Linked DNA regions of Mus musculus: region 2 is linked to region 1. Evidence: chromatin contacts called from public Hi-C data. All regions are on one chromosome and are shown on one strand. Each heading gives the region's core, a stretch centred on a gene start, on an enhancer-like site or on the middle of the called end of the contact. The rest is flanking DNA. Distances are from core to core; before and after follow the strand shown.

What was found. Hi-C and Micro-C count contacts between places; a contact is called where the count stands out from the background.
Region 2: a contact with region 1 is called in a Hi-C map of uterus, with 2.7 times the contacts expected there. The contact joins two enhancer-like sites. A contact is called at or near these places in 1 of 15 datasets of contacts at CTCF or cohesin (the NIH/3T3 cell line) and 7 of 484 Hi-C or Micro-C datasets (the C2C12 cell line, adipose-derived mesenchymal stem cells, nephron progenitors and 1 more).

The regions. Positions count from the first base shown.
Region 1 is chr8:77,831,364-77,836,943 of GRCm38.p6, forward strand. No RefSeq gene overlaps it. Among named protein-coding and RNA genes, the nearest start is that of Gm23981, 27 kb to the left of the region's middle. Within about 2 kb of position 3,463, at least 10 of the 459 cell types and tissues checked have an H3K27ac peak or open chromatin away from gene starts, as enhancers often do. A contact at or near this core is called in uterus, where this site is marked.
Region 2 is chr8:78,000,060-78,006,117 of GRCm38.p6, forward strand. No RefSeq gene overlaps it. Among named protein-coding and RNA genes, the nearest start is that of Gm29895, 42 kb to the right of the region's middle. Within about 2 kb of position 1,867, at least 39 of the 459 cell types and tissues checked have an H3K27ac peak or open chromatin away from gene starts, as enhancers often do. A contact at or near this core is called in uterus, where this site is marked.

The DNA of each region.
Region 1 (5,580 bases), core at 2,213-4,712:
CTTCCACTCTGAGCCTGGCCATGCCTCCATTTCTCCAAACTTGCCAACCTACCTCTTCTTTTCCTTGGTTTTAATATGCTTTTCTCAGTTCTCTTTAGCTGATGGTCTATTGCCTACGTATAAAGCTGGCTCACTTTCCTTGGTGAGTTGTCACCTAAGGCTCAGATCTCAGTCTAAATACCTCATCCCCAGGAATACCTCTTAGATGTCATTCTTAGCACCTCTGTCCTTTTAAAGTCTTAACACCAATTCCACTGGTATTTGCTTAGGACTCACCATTTCCCCTGAATGTCAACTCTGTGGACAGCAGGAACTCCAACTGCCTTGTGCTTGTTGCTTAATGTTTAGCTTAGAAAACCCTTCAGTGGATGTTTATTGAATGAAAGAATTTACCTGGGCAAAGTTTTACTTGGTGGATGATTTTCTGGTTTGTTTTGTTTTGTTTTGTTTTGTTTTTTGTTTCTTTCTTTCTTTTAAGTCTTTATTTATCCCTTTAAATAGTGCATGAGTACTATCCAATCTTATAAAACACACTCTTGGTTTAATAATAAAGATGATACATTTGTTGTTAGTAAAATAATTTATCTTTAAAAGTCACTTTACAAAGGCAGTGCATGGTATCACGTAAAATAACAGACTTCCCTGAGGTCTCATATTGTACCTAAGTTTGTTTGTTTGTTTGTTTATTTATTTATTTAAGATTTAATGTACATTTATTCTTAACACGTGGAACATATAGTGTAAAGATTTCATTCTGAATAAATGATATTCATTAAGTTCAAAAGGGGAAAAAGGAGGAATTTACATCAAGATTTTAGCTACATTGTTGAAATACAAATATGTAGATTTTATCACTGAAAAAAAAATCTCAATCGTGTTTCTTCACCAGGAACTTCAACTGAACCTAGAACTTTTTCACACCTCGATTAGAAAGGAAACAAAAACAAAACAAAATCCCAGGGGAAAAAAAAAAAAAACCTCTCTAAATTGATTGGCTGCTGAGCCAGTAAGGGCTTTTTCAGAGATCTGCAGAGCATCGCATCAAGAAGGGCAATGTCGGGCAAGAGATTAAATAGCTGTGTCTCGATTTGTACAGGTCACCAACTTGTTAACTTGCCATACTATAAAAGAGTAACTGGGAAGGGGCCCAAACTGTGAAGAATTCAAGAGTTTGTGCAATGTACAACGTCATACACACACACACACACACACACACACACACACACACACACACACACACACGGCAGTGCAGTTGCTACAGCTAAAGGTTAAAATCTACCAGTTCTACAACCAAGGAGGAGAGAAAGAGGTCAGGGTGTTGTAGGTTCACATATGATACTTTGGAGGCAAAGCCCTTTTTTGTTTTTCTCCTCAACATTTAACTAAAAACATTTTTTAAAATTACAGCTTGCTGCTGACCCAGCGTCTTCTCTCATTTCCATGTGAGACGCTATTATTACAGTATGCTTACAGTATCAGGTGTACAGTACAGTACATGAAAGGATCTACACTCTACTGCACAGGCCTCTCCAGTGAACAGAGCCTGCTCACAACTTCGAACTTCTCGGCTCCTGCGAGATTGTGAATGGACAGCGACAAACCACTCAGCTGTCACCTTTGTCCTTCAGGGTTTTTTTTTTTTTTTTTTTTTTAAATAAAATTATAAGATTTGGCTGACATAAGTTTAGAGAGCATTTGTATTGAGCAAGCAAAATGTGTAGTTTTAATTCATGTAATTGGAGATAATGCTTAAATAGAAAGGACCTTAGCTACCAGTCTCACTCTACTGATGGACCAATAGAGATTTGGAGGCATCTCTCAGAGAAAAATATACAATACATGTTAGCATATTCTCTCCCAGAACAAATTCTGCCAGGCAAAGGGCTTCGTGGAAGTAGGTCGCAACACTGGAAATTACTGTTAGTTTGCACACAGGAAACCATCAGTGGGCTATTACTGGGTGGGGTTTTCTGAAGACTCTGGGACTTCCAAAGGTTGTGTGTTTCATTTGGGTCCTGCTGGCTGTCACTGTTGTTCCCTAAAGTCTACAAAAGCCGCTTTGCTTTAAGGAGCGTGAAGCTTATTGAACTTGCTCTCACACAGCCAGAGGAACGGTTCCTGACATGCTAGTTGTCATGGAAGAGTTGTGTACAAAGAAACCAAAAGTGACCAGCAGCCTGGAAATTAGGGACAGGGCCCATCTACAAGTTACTTTCTGTGTTAAAATGCAGGTGATTTTGAGTGTGCAGCTTTGACCAGCATCCCTAAGCTTGCCACGTCCGAGTCATCTTGGGAGGGTAGCACACTGTAGGTATTTTAGTTCAGCTGCTGGGAACCCTGTGGGTGCTAACTTTCGAGAGTAATTCATTTTTCTACATTTTTCTATGGCACCTATAAAAATGTTCTTTTTAGTTTTAAAAATGCATGTAACAAATCTCAGAGTAAGCACAGGCCACAAGGTAGAAAACTGGTTAGCAGGTTGCACTGAGTAAGGGGGTATACAGAGTGTGAGCACTGGGGTTTACTTTTAGGTCAAATATTTCTTTGATTAATTGGGAGACAATATAAAAATTTTATATCTGTTCTAGAAAGTTATAGTTTGGACATTTGTATCATGGCTATGAAACTAGGATTTTCAAACTCAGATTTTTTATTTTATTTTAAATGCCCATCAGCAGTGTGTAAGTTGAACTGACTTGTATTAATGAGAATGTCTATTGCTGTTGTTTGGGAAAAATTCAGTCCAAATGAGAACCTTGTGGGTTCTGTATTCTCATCTTTGAGAATTACCCAATGCAATACCATTATTAACTAAAGCAAACAAATAAACCCTTTTGCAAATTTTAGATTGGAAAAAGAAAAGAAAAGAAAAGAAAAACTTTGGTTAGTTATGTTTGCAAGAATTTTTCTCTGAAAGATGATGAAAGAAAATTTCCTCTAGTTATGTCTTCTGGTGTGTGTGTGTGTGTGTGTGTGTGTGTGTGTGTGTGTGTGTGTTTCTGCGTGTGCACATGCATTCATTTGTGGGAAGGGTGCACTGGGCAACCCTCCATGTTTCCACAACATGTCTGTTCTTTCTTCCTTTGTGTAAGCTGGAGAATATTGCCCAAGTTCCTCATGGAACTCTGCTGCAACTGATGCCAAGGAAAAGGTGTTGCTTGACGAGACAAACAATAATACAGCCCGAAGAAATCACTGGGTCTAGTTAGTGTTTGAAGTCCAGCTTGACACGGAGAGAAACGCAGAACACGTTCTGGGCTGAGTTGTATGCAGCATAGGAGACTTTGAGAGACAAACAAGCTTAGGAACTTGAAATCCTCGTGGAAGAGGAAAAGCCCCTCTTCCCTGTGCAGTATTCTCTTGAACTAGCAGCTCATGCCGGCAGCCGCTGTGGTTCATCTCCTTCCTCACAGCACCTGACACTGGGATGTCTTCACGTGGGTGTTGTTTGTCTGGGGAACTGTGTTGAACGAATTTGGGAAAGATCCTAGCCTAGGTCTTTAACAACGGTTTGCAAAGCTTCCAGGGTTCTTGGGAGAGGACAGGAAATGTTAATTTAAAAATAGTTCTCCAAGCCAAGGAAGAAGAGACAAGGGGGAAAAAAAAGCATTTCATTTCTTAATCTGTTTGGGTTACCTCTTAGGAGATGAATAAGGAGAGGATCTGGGGTTAGGACACAGGAAGCGATTTTAAGAGATGTCTGGATGCAGGCCCTCTCTCTCTTTCAGAACTCTTCTCAAATATTTTTAGAGAAAGTCCTTTCTTTAAAAAAACAAACAAACCTGTTTTAGAGGGAAGAGAACTGAGAACGTCTTTGAATAGTCCGAATGACACCATCAAAATCATTTTTAGACTATTTTTTAAAGCTCTGGTTGCAGCTAAGAAAACAGAAAATGACCTATAGATTCTGATATTGTGCATCTTGGGATGACATAACATTTTTTGCCCTTTAATTTTCTTCAGGTCCAAGATATATTGCCTTCTGCCTTGTTTGTGGGTGGGAGACAGATTCTCAAGCAGCACAGGATGGGCTGAGACTCACCTCTTAGCTAAGGGTGATGGTGAATGTCTCAGTCTCCTGCTTTGGCCTCCCAGTGTGAATGCTAGCATTACAGTTGTGCCACCACGACTGATTTCATAAGGCACTGGAGACAGAACCTGGGCCTTCTGCATCAGAGGCAAGCACTTTCTCTGCTACATTACACCCCCAACCCCCGATTTTTAAATTCTAAAACCTCCTAAAACCACTACCCATTTTTCTTCACATGTTTTTTTCCTGCTTCTGCAGCAGTCCTTATTACCACTGTTATATTTTAAAACTACTCTTGGGAATTTCTTTCCCTGACGAAATGATGGCCTGGCTTTCATTTTTCTTCAGAGGGGTTGGGAAAAATTTAAATATTGACTTCAGCTACCAAGGCTTTGTAAAAGAAGGGTCACCTCTCTGTCCATCTCCCAACCCCGCTTTGACTTAAAAAAGGAAACTTAATGATACAATGTTGCAAACAACATGAAAGAGTTGGTACAGATCCCGGCAAGCTGTTACAAACACTTTCTTATTGATACAATGGGACTGAAAGGCAACATTCTTCTCTTCACTGCTTTCTTGCTGTAGAGATGGATGGCTCCCAGTACCTTGCTCCTTTTCCAGTGAGCATTGAAATCTGTAACATATTTTGTGATCTTTGACTGAACACTACTTTCAAAGACACTTTCTATTACTATAGAAAATCTGGTTGTCTTTGATGAACATTCCATCTGGTTATGGAATAAATGGAACTTCTGGGAACAAGCATTTGTTTTGTCTTGCTTGCCAGGATGCTGAGTTTCTTTGACTGCCAGGTCCCAGCTTCCCTGAGCCTCTTATTCTTAACTACCCTGAAGAGTTGCCTTCTGGGTGGGAAAAGCTGGGACTGCCTCTCTTTCCTCCTGTTGATTTCTAAGTATCATATACTCTATGATTTGTCTTGATGAAAGTTTTATGTCCTTCCCGCAGAAAGGTAACGTTGTTTGATGACTTGATATTTGAAATGCTCATCTGCAGGGAATGATTGTGGATTTTGATGTATTTATTTGTTGAACAATATGTAACCATTGAGAATATAAAAACCTATAATAATTTAGACAAATGCTACACATTAACAAGTGAGAGGACTAAATTGTATAAATAGCATTGTCATGACTAAGTAAAAAAAAAAAAAGAATTCTACTCTAAAGGTTTATTATTGAGAAGTGTGAGAGAAAACTGATTAAGTTATGGTTGGCAGTAAGTGGTGAAACCATTAGCAAAATCCTTATCCTGTTTTAAATGCAATGCAACAGACTTGATTTTTCTTAAAGATTTATTTTCATTTATTATGTAGTCAACCTTCTGTCTGTACGTATGCCTGCACACCAGAAAAGAGTACAAGATCTCATTATAGATGGTTATGAGCCACTATGTGGTTGCTGGGAATTGAAGTCAGGACCTCTGGGAGAGTAGACAGTGCTCTTAACCTCTAAGCCACATCTCCAGCCCAAGATGTGATTTTTAAACTACCAATGTAAGCTAAAGATTTCAATGCTTTTCCTTTTTTAAAT
Region 2 (6,058 bases), core at 617-3,116, 170 kb after region 1:
GTGCATGGTGGGATGGGAGGAAGACGGAGAGAGCCTAAGTTCTGAGCTTGTGAAATAAGGACTGACTTTAGAAAGCACGTGAACAGCATTGCTGTGAAGGTAAAAGTCAAAGGGTTTAATCCTATCACCCAGAGTAAGAAAACTAGAAAGGCCCTCTCTGCCGGTACTGGTTTGCATATTTGCATATTCTCTCTCTCTCTCTCTCTCTCTCTCTCTCTCTCTCTGTCTGTCTGTCTTTCTCTCTGTCTTTCTCTCTCTGTGCCTCTTTGTCTGTCTGTCTCTCTTTCTCTGCCTCTCTGTCTGTGTGTGTGTGTCTGTCTGTCTTTGTGCGTGACTGTGTGATTGTGTGACTGTGTGTCTGTGTATCAGTGTGACTCTGTGAATAGGTTCATGTGTGCATGCACACATGTGTGTGCAAGTGCTGAGGCCTGAGATTAGTCTAGTTCCTTCCTCCATGTCTTCCCTTATCTTTTTGAGACAGGCTCTCCCTTATCATTTTGAGACAGGCTCTCCCATCTATTTGCCTATGCTTAATTATTTCTTGGGCCCAGGGCCTCCTGCCTCAGCTTCCCCACAGCGGGGGGGGGGGGGGGGGGGGGCTCTAGGCTCTTGCGGCCAATCCCAGGCTTTTTTGTGAGTGGCAGGGATCTGAACTCAGATTTTCATGCTTATATGACACGCCTTTGCCCACTGAGCCCACTGAGCCTACTCCTCAACTGGGACTTGCACATTTCTATGGGTGATCTGATGTGGAAAACTTTAGTTGTATAGGCAAGTTAGGCTCTGCACAATCAGAGACTACAAAAGAAAATGTAAAACCCTGGGCTGTATGGGCCAAATGGTACATGGAAGAGTCTCTTCAGTGTGGATACAACTAGCCTTATTAATAAGCCCTGTGGTGTGGGTGATACATAAGATGAGGACCGTGTGGGAAGCAGAGGCTTGCAAGAACCTAACCCTGTACTTCTCCTGGGAAGGAGAGTAGAACAGTCACTAACTCGGCATGAGGTGAATACAGAATACAATTACAGATCCCAGAAGCATCTACTGCATGCTCACCTGAAATAACAGGATACATTAAGTACCATCTGACATCTCTGGAAATGAGCAGTCCACTCAGCTGTTCCTTTTTAATCTCCTCATGATGATGCCTTTGATTTCAAGGGAATTCCATATGAAGAATTACTTCTACAGAGCTGTCAGCCTGCCAATCAAAAGATCTTGACCTTGTGTGCAATTAAATGGCCATTGTCTTCAGCCCAGGACTGCAAACTGGAGTACAGCTTCATGAGCGTCGTTTCTCAGTTTGGCTTTTTGAGGAGCCAGAACCTTGATTTTAAGGGTCAGGAAGGTTCTCCCAGGTGGAGGCATCTATGTGTCACCAGACTTGGAGGAACGTTTTATAACATTTTATGAACTGACAAAAGCCCATGGGCTCTTCTAGGCTGGGTGAGTGTTACATAAGTCCTATATCCACACAAACAAAAAGATAAATGAAGTATTGGTCAAGTGGTCAAACCTGTAGATTGATAATTTAACATATATTTATGCATGCATAATCACACAGAGAAATAGAAGAGTGGTAGAGAATGTGTGAGTGAGATTTGGAGTGTTGCTGTGACATCCCACATCTTGTTGCATAGCAATGCCTTGACATGTAAATAAGAAAACAGGTTGTATCCCAATCTGCTCTGAATTCCTCCTGCGTGCATTCTGTCAGAGTTCCTGACAGAATGTGAGCTCCAGATGAGCAGACCTTCTGTCTACTTCATTTACAGATGTGTCCCGAGTACCTAGAACAGTGCTCAGCACTGTTCTATGGATGACAGTCTGCACTCTCAGAGGAGATCCCTGGTGCTCACTTGGTTTGTGCCGGACTGCTGCTGTCCTGTGCTGTATGTGTTGGACTGTTGTTCTTACGTGTCAGAGTCTGTTGGAGTGGGTTGTGTTCTTAAGATCCGTCTTTATCACTGTTTGTCTAGGGTTTACAGGTCTCTGACATCTGCTCTGAACAAAACCTCTGCCTGCCTTACTCAGCCACACAGGAATGCCATTGTTACATTTTCTTCTGCTCCAGTCCGTTCCTGGTGCTAGGAATGCCTTTCTGTAATAGATTCCCTGGCATCATATGGTAACGAAAGGGTGCTTTAAAGAATGCTAATTTAAACCGCTCTTTAACTTGCATGTTTTCAGTGTGGGCAGTGAGGGAGGAGGTTTGAAGCAAGACAGCTGTGAGGTTTGCCTAGCAGCTGAATGCTGCATGGATTAGCTGGCTCCTTCTTTTCTGGTAGTGGGTAACCCCTTAAAGGAACATGCCCTGGCTGGGGAAAGGCACACCTGTGTGTAGCCAAAGGGAAGAGTTTTAAAGATGGGGCACAGTTTTCTGCACCACCAGCTTTGCACTCAAAAAGTGATACTGCTAAGAAGTTTAGAAAAATGGGGGTGAGATGGGGGTGGGTGGGAGGGGGCATTGCATCCATTCAGCTTTTCTGTGGACCAAGCCACGAATCTGGGTATTTCTCCATGAGCAATTACCATCTGAGGTTTAGAAACCACAAAGCTGCTGGGTAGAAAAAGAAGCTCAAACGCAGATAAGTGACCCATGATGGCTTGTGGGAACCTGACATCTCTCTTTAAGAATGGTTCCTGAGATGCCTGGCCTTCCCGTGTTCTGTGACTTTGTGCTTAGAGGTGTAAAAGGGTTCATTTCAGCGAGCCTGTGCTCTGTTGGCAGTTCAGCTGGCCTCGATGCTCGCCAAAGTCCGGATCCATTTGAATTTTCCTTTCTGTTCTCTTTTGGGTTACCGTTCTGTTGGAAGTATCGCATGACTCTAAATGACACTGTATTTCCAGAAACTAGACTTGAAGTAGCTGACAATTTTTTTAAGATTTATTTATTTATTTTATGTAAATGAGTATACTGTAGCCTACATGTGGTTACTGGGAATTGAACTCAGGGCCTCTGCTTGCTCCAGTCCCACTCTGTCCAGCCCAAAGATTTATTTATTATTATTATATGTAAGTACACTGTAGCTGTCTTCAGACACACCAGAAGAGGGTGTCAGATCTCATTACAGATGGTTGTGAGCCACCATGTGGTTGCTGGGATTTGAACTCAGGACCTCTGGAAGAGCAGTCAGTGCTCTTAACGGCTGAGCCATCTCTCCAGCCCAGCTGATCAATTTTTTTTAAACTGCACGTATTGGATGTGTTGTTATTGCTACTGAGAAGAACAGTGACTATTATTGATGAATCTGTGGCATATTAAGGGACACAGTTGACCAGAGTAAATATGTCCAGTCGGAAGGTCTGGGAGCAGTTGGCAGACAATGGCAGATGTCTGCTCACTAGCGGGTCCAGTTGAGCTTGTGTAAACTCCGAACTCCCTGGAACTTTACACTATATCTTTGCCAATGATTTAAACATGCTTTTCTAGGGCCGTATTTTTCTATATGATCCATATAATCCTAGCGTGAATGCCATTCTTTTCTCAGACTCCTTTTATTACTCATTCATACAAGCACACATTTTATGTAGTTTACACAGTTCCACTGATGCTAGAAATATATTTCCTCAATTCCCTTTTCTTTCTTTATAATTCTGAAAATAGTGACTATGTCATTTGCGATTTTGTTTTGTAATCTTAATATTAAGCAGTTACTTTGCTTCTAAATCCTGCTGCTGTGACGAATTCTGTGAGCCATGTGACATCTTCATGTCAACAGCTCCTTCCCTGAGCCATGTGACATCTTCATATCAACAGCTCTTCCCTTGGCTCTGTACTTGATGGTTTTTGGGTGCAGGGCAGGCAAAACCCTCAAATGTGAGATTGTGGTTACAGAGGGTGCAAACATTGTTCAGGCCCCTAAAAGCTGTCCCGGAACTCAGTGCTTGCTTTTTTCATCTCTGAGATGTGTTTTTAGTAATATGTAATGTGTATTCAGTACAAGTTGGTCCCTGCTGTTGTTGTCACCATCACTGATGCTGTAGTTGTTGTTTTTAGCACACCTTTGTCTCCTTGGAGGAGATGGATATAGCAATACAACCTTGGTCATCAGACTGATCTGTATGCTTTTTGTTTTCTCTCCACATTTGCAAAATGTTTTCAGCTCTTTGTTTTTATTCCTTCTGAGTGCCGACAGCCCTCTTCTTACGACAGTGATCTCACTTTTCTCGGTTTTCTTCTCTTTTTTAATCAAGGACATTAGAGTATGTGAGGAAGGAAATACCATTGTCTCAGACTCTTGTCGTCTATTCAGGACGATGTAAAACTCTGACCTCTAGTGGCTGTGCGCTGTAGTTGCAAGCCAGGTCCCTCAAGTCTGAACCCAGGAAACAGCAGCCAGCTTCAGATCCGAAGGGATGAGCACCCAACGGTTTGAAAACTCTTTTGACACATCAGATGATTCCCCTTATGTCTGTCAAGACAGCCTTCTTCTTCTTTACCAAGGAGTTAGTTTATGTCTCCGCTTCCAAAAATACACCAATTTAAATAAATGATCTAAAGACAATACTCTCAAAATATGCTTTCCTCCAAAGCACCCTGCCCAGGACTACCACTGCCTAATGATGTAATCCAGAGACTTCAGAAAACAATAGACCACTAAATCTTAGGAGACCTTAGTGGGTCTAAACATCTTTAAATGAAATATTCCTTGGTTTCAAAAATGATAACATACAAAATGTAGTTAGTTATGTTCTAAAAACTAAAATCCTGAGAAGTGGTTCTGGGGTACACTGCTTTATCAATATGACGTGGGGAATCAATCCTATTGTGAGTTCACACGAAGCTCATGGAACACACGTGAGATATTTGTATGTTTTTAATGGTTGTGTAAAATGAGGTGCGATGAAGTTCGTTGGCTTATTTCTGTTAAATTTCCTTTGTTTTCTGGCTTTGATAAAATGAATGAGTGGATGGATAGGGCAAAGCGAAAGCTTCGTACCCAGGAGTGTGCCCAGGAGTGTGCAGCAGGGACACGGCCGGAGAAGCTGCTGAAGAGAGGCTGATGGAGCTCACCCAACTGTGTGCCTCCTTGCCTGCCGTGATGTAGGCTGGGGCGGTTACGGTTGGGGCGGTCTCAGCAACAGCTCAGCGTTTCCTGCTGTTCCCACACAGATCTCACCTCACTAAGTGGGCACCGGTGTTTCTTATTGCCTCCAGTTGGGAAACTTGTCCTTTGAGACTCAGTTCATTAACCCTCCTCTACTTGTGTACAGTTGGACCTGACTTCAAACAGGTAGAATTAATGCCTTCTGGCAAGAGAACCTCTACATTTTACTATGATTAGCTTCAAAATCAATCGCCTAAAGTCTGATTAATTTCTTTGAAAGCTTGCTAAATGGACTCTGTGCTTATAATATGTGAATTCAATTCTATATTGTGAGAGATCATTGCTGCGTGTATATAGTTATTGCACAGCTATTCCACAATAGCTGAAGAAAATTAATACTTCATTTTAAAATATTTTGACAATTACAGGTAGATTTTAATAAGCATGAGGCTCTTAGCATTGAGCAAACTTTGGAAAAATCAACAGTCAAAGTTTACTTTGTAATAACTGTGCTAAGCACAGTCTGACATCTTTTTTTTTTTTCCTTTTTTTGGTTAGATATTTTCTTTATTTACATGTCAAATGTTATCCCCTTTCCTGTTTTCCCCTGTGAAAGCCCCCCATCCCCTACCCCCTACCAACTCACCAACCCACCCACTCCTGCTTCCTGGCCCTGGCATTCCCCTACACTGGGGCATAGAGCCTTCACAGGACCAAGGGTCTCTCCTCCCATTGATGACCTACAAGGCCATCCTCTGCTGCATATGCAGCTAGAGCCACGAGTCCCACCATGTGTGATCTTTGGTTGGTGGTTTAGTCCCTGGGAGCTCTGGGGGTACTGGTTGGTTCTTGTTGTTGTTCCTCCTATGGGGTTGCAAACCCCTTGAGTCCTTTCTCTAGCTCCTCCATTGGGGATCCTATGCTCAGTCCAATAGTTGGCTGAGAGCACCCACCTCTGTATTTGTCAGGCACTGGTAGAGCCCCTCAGGAGACAGCTCTATCAG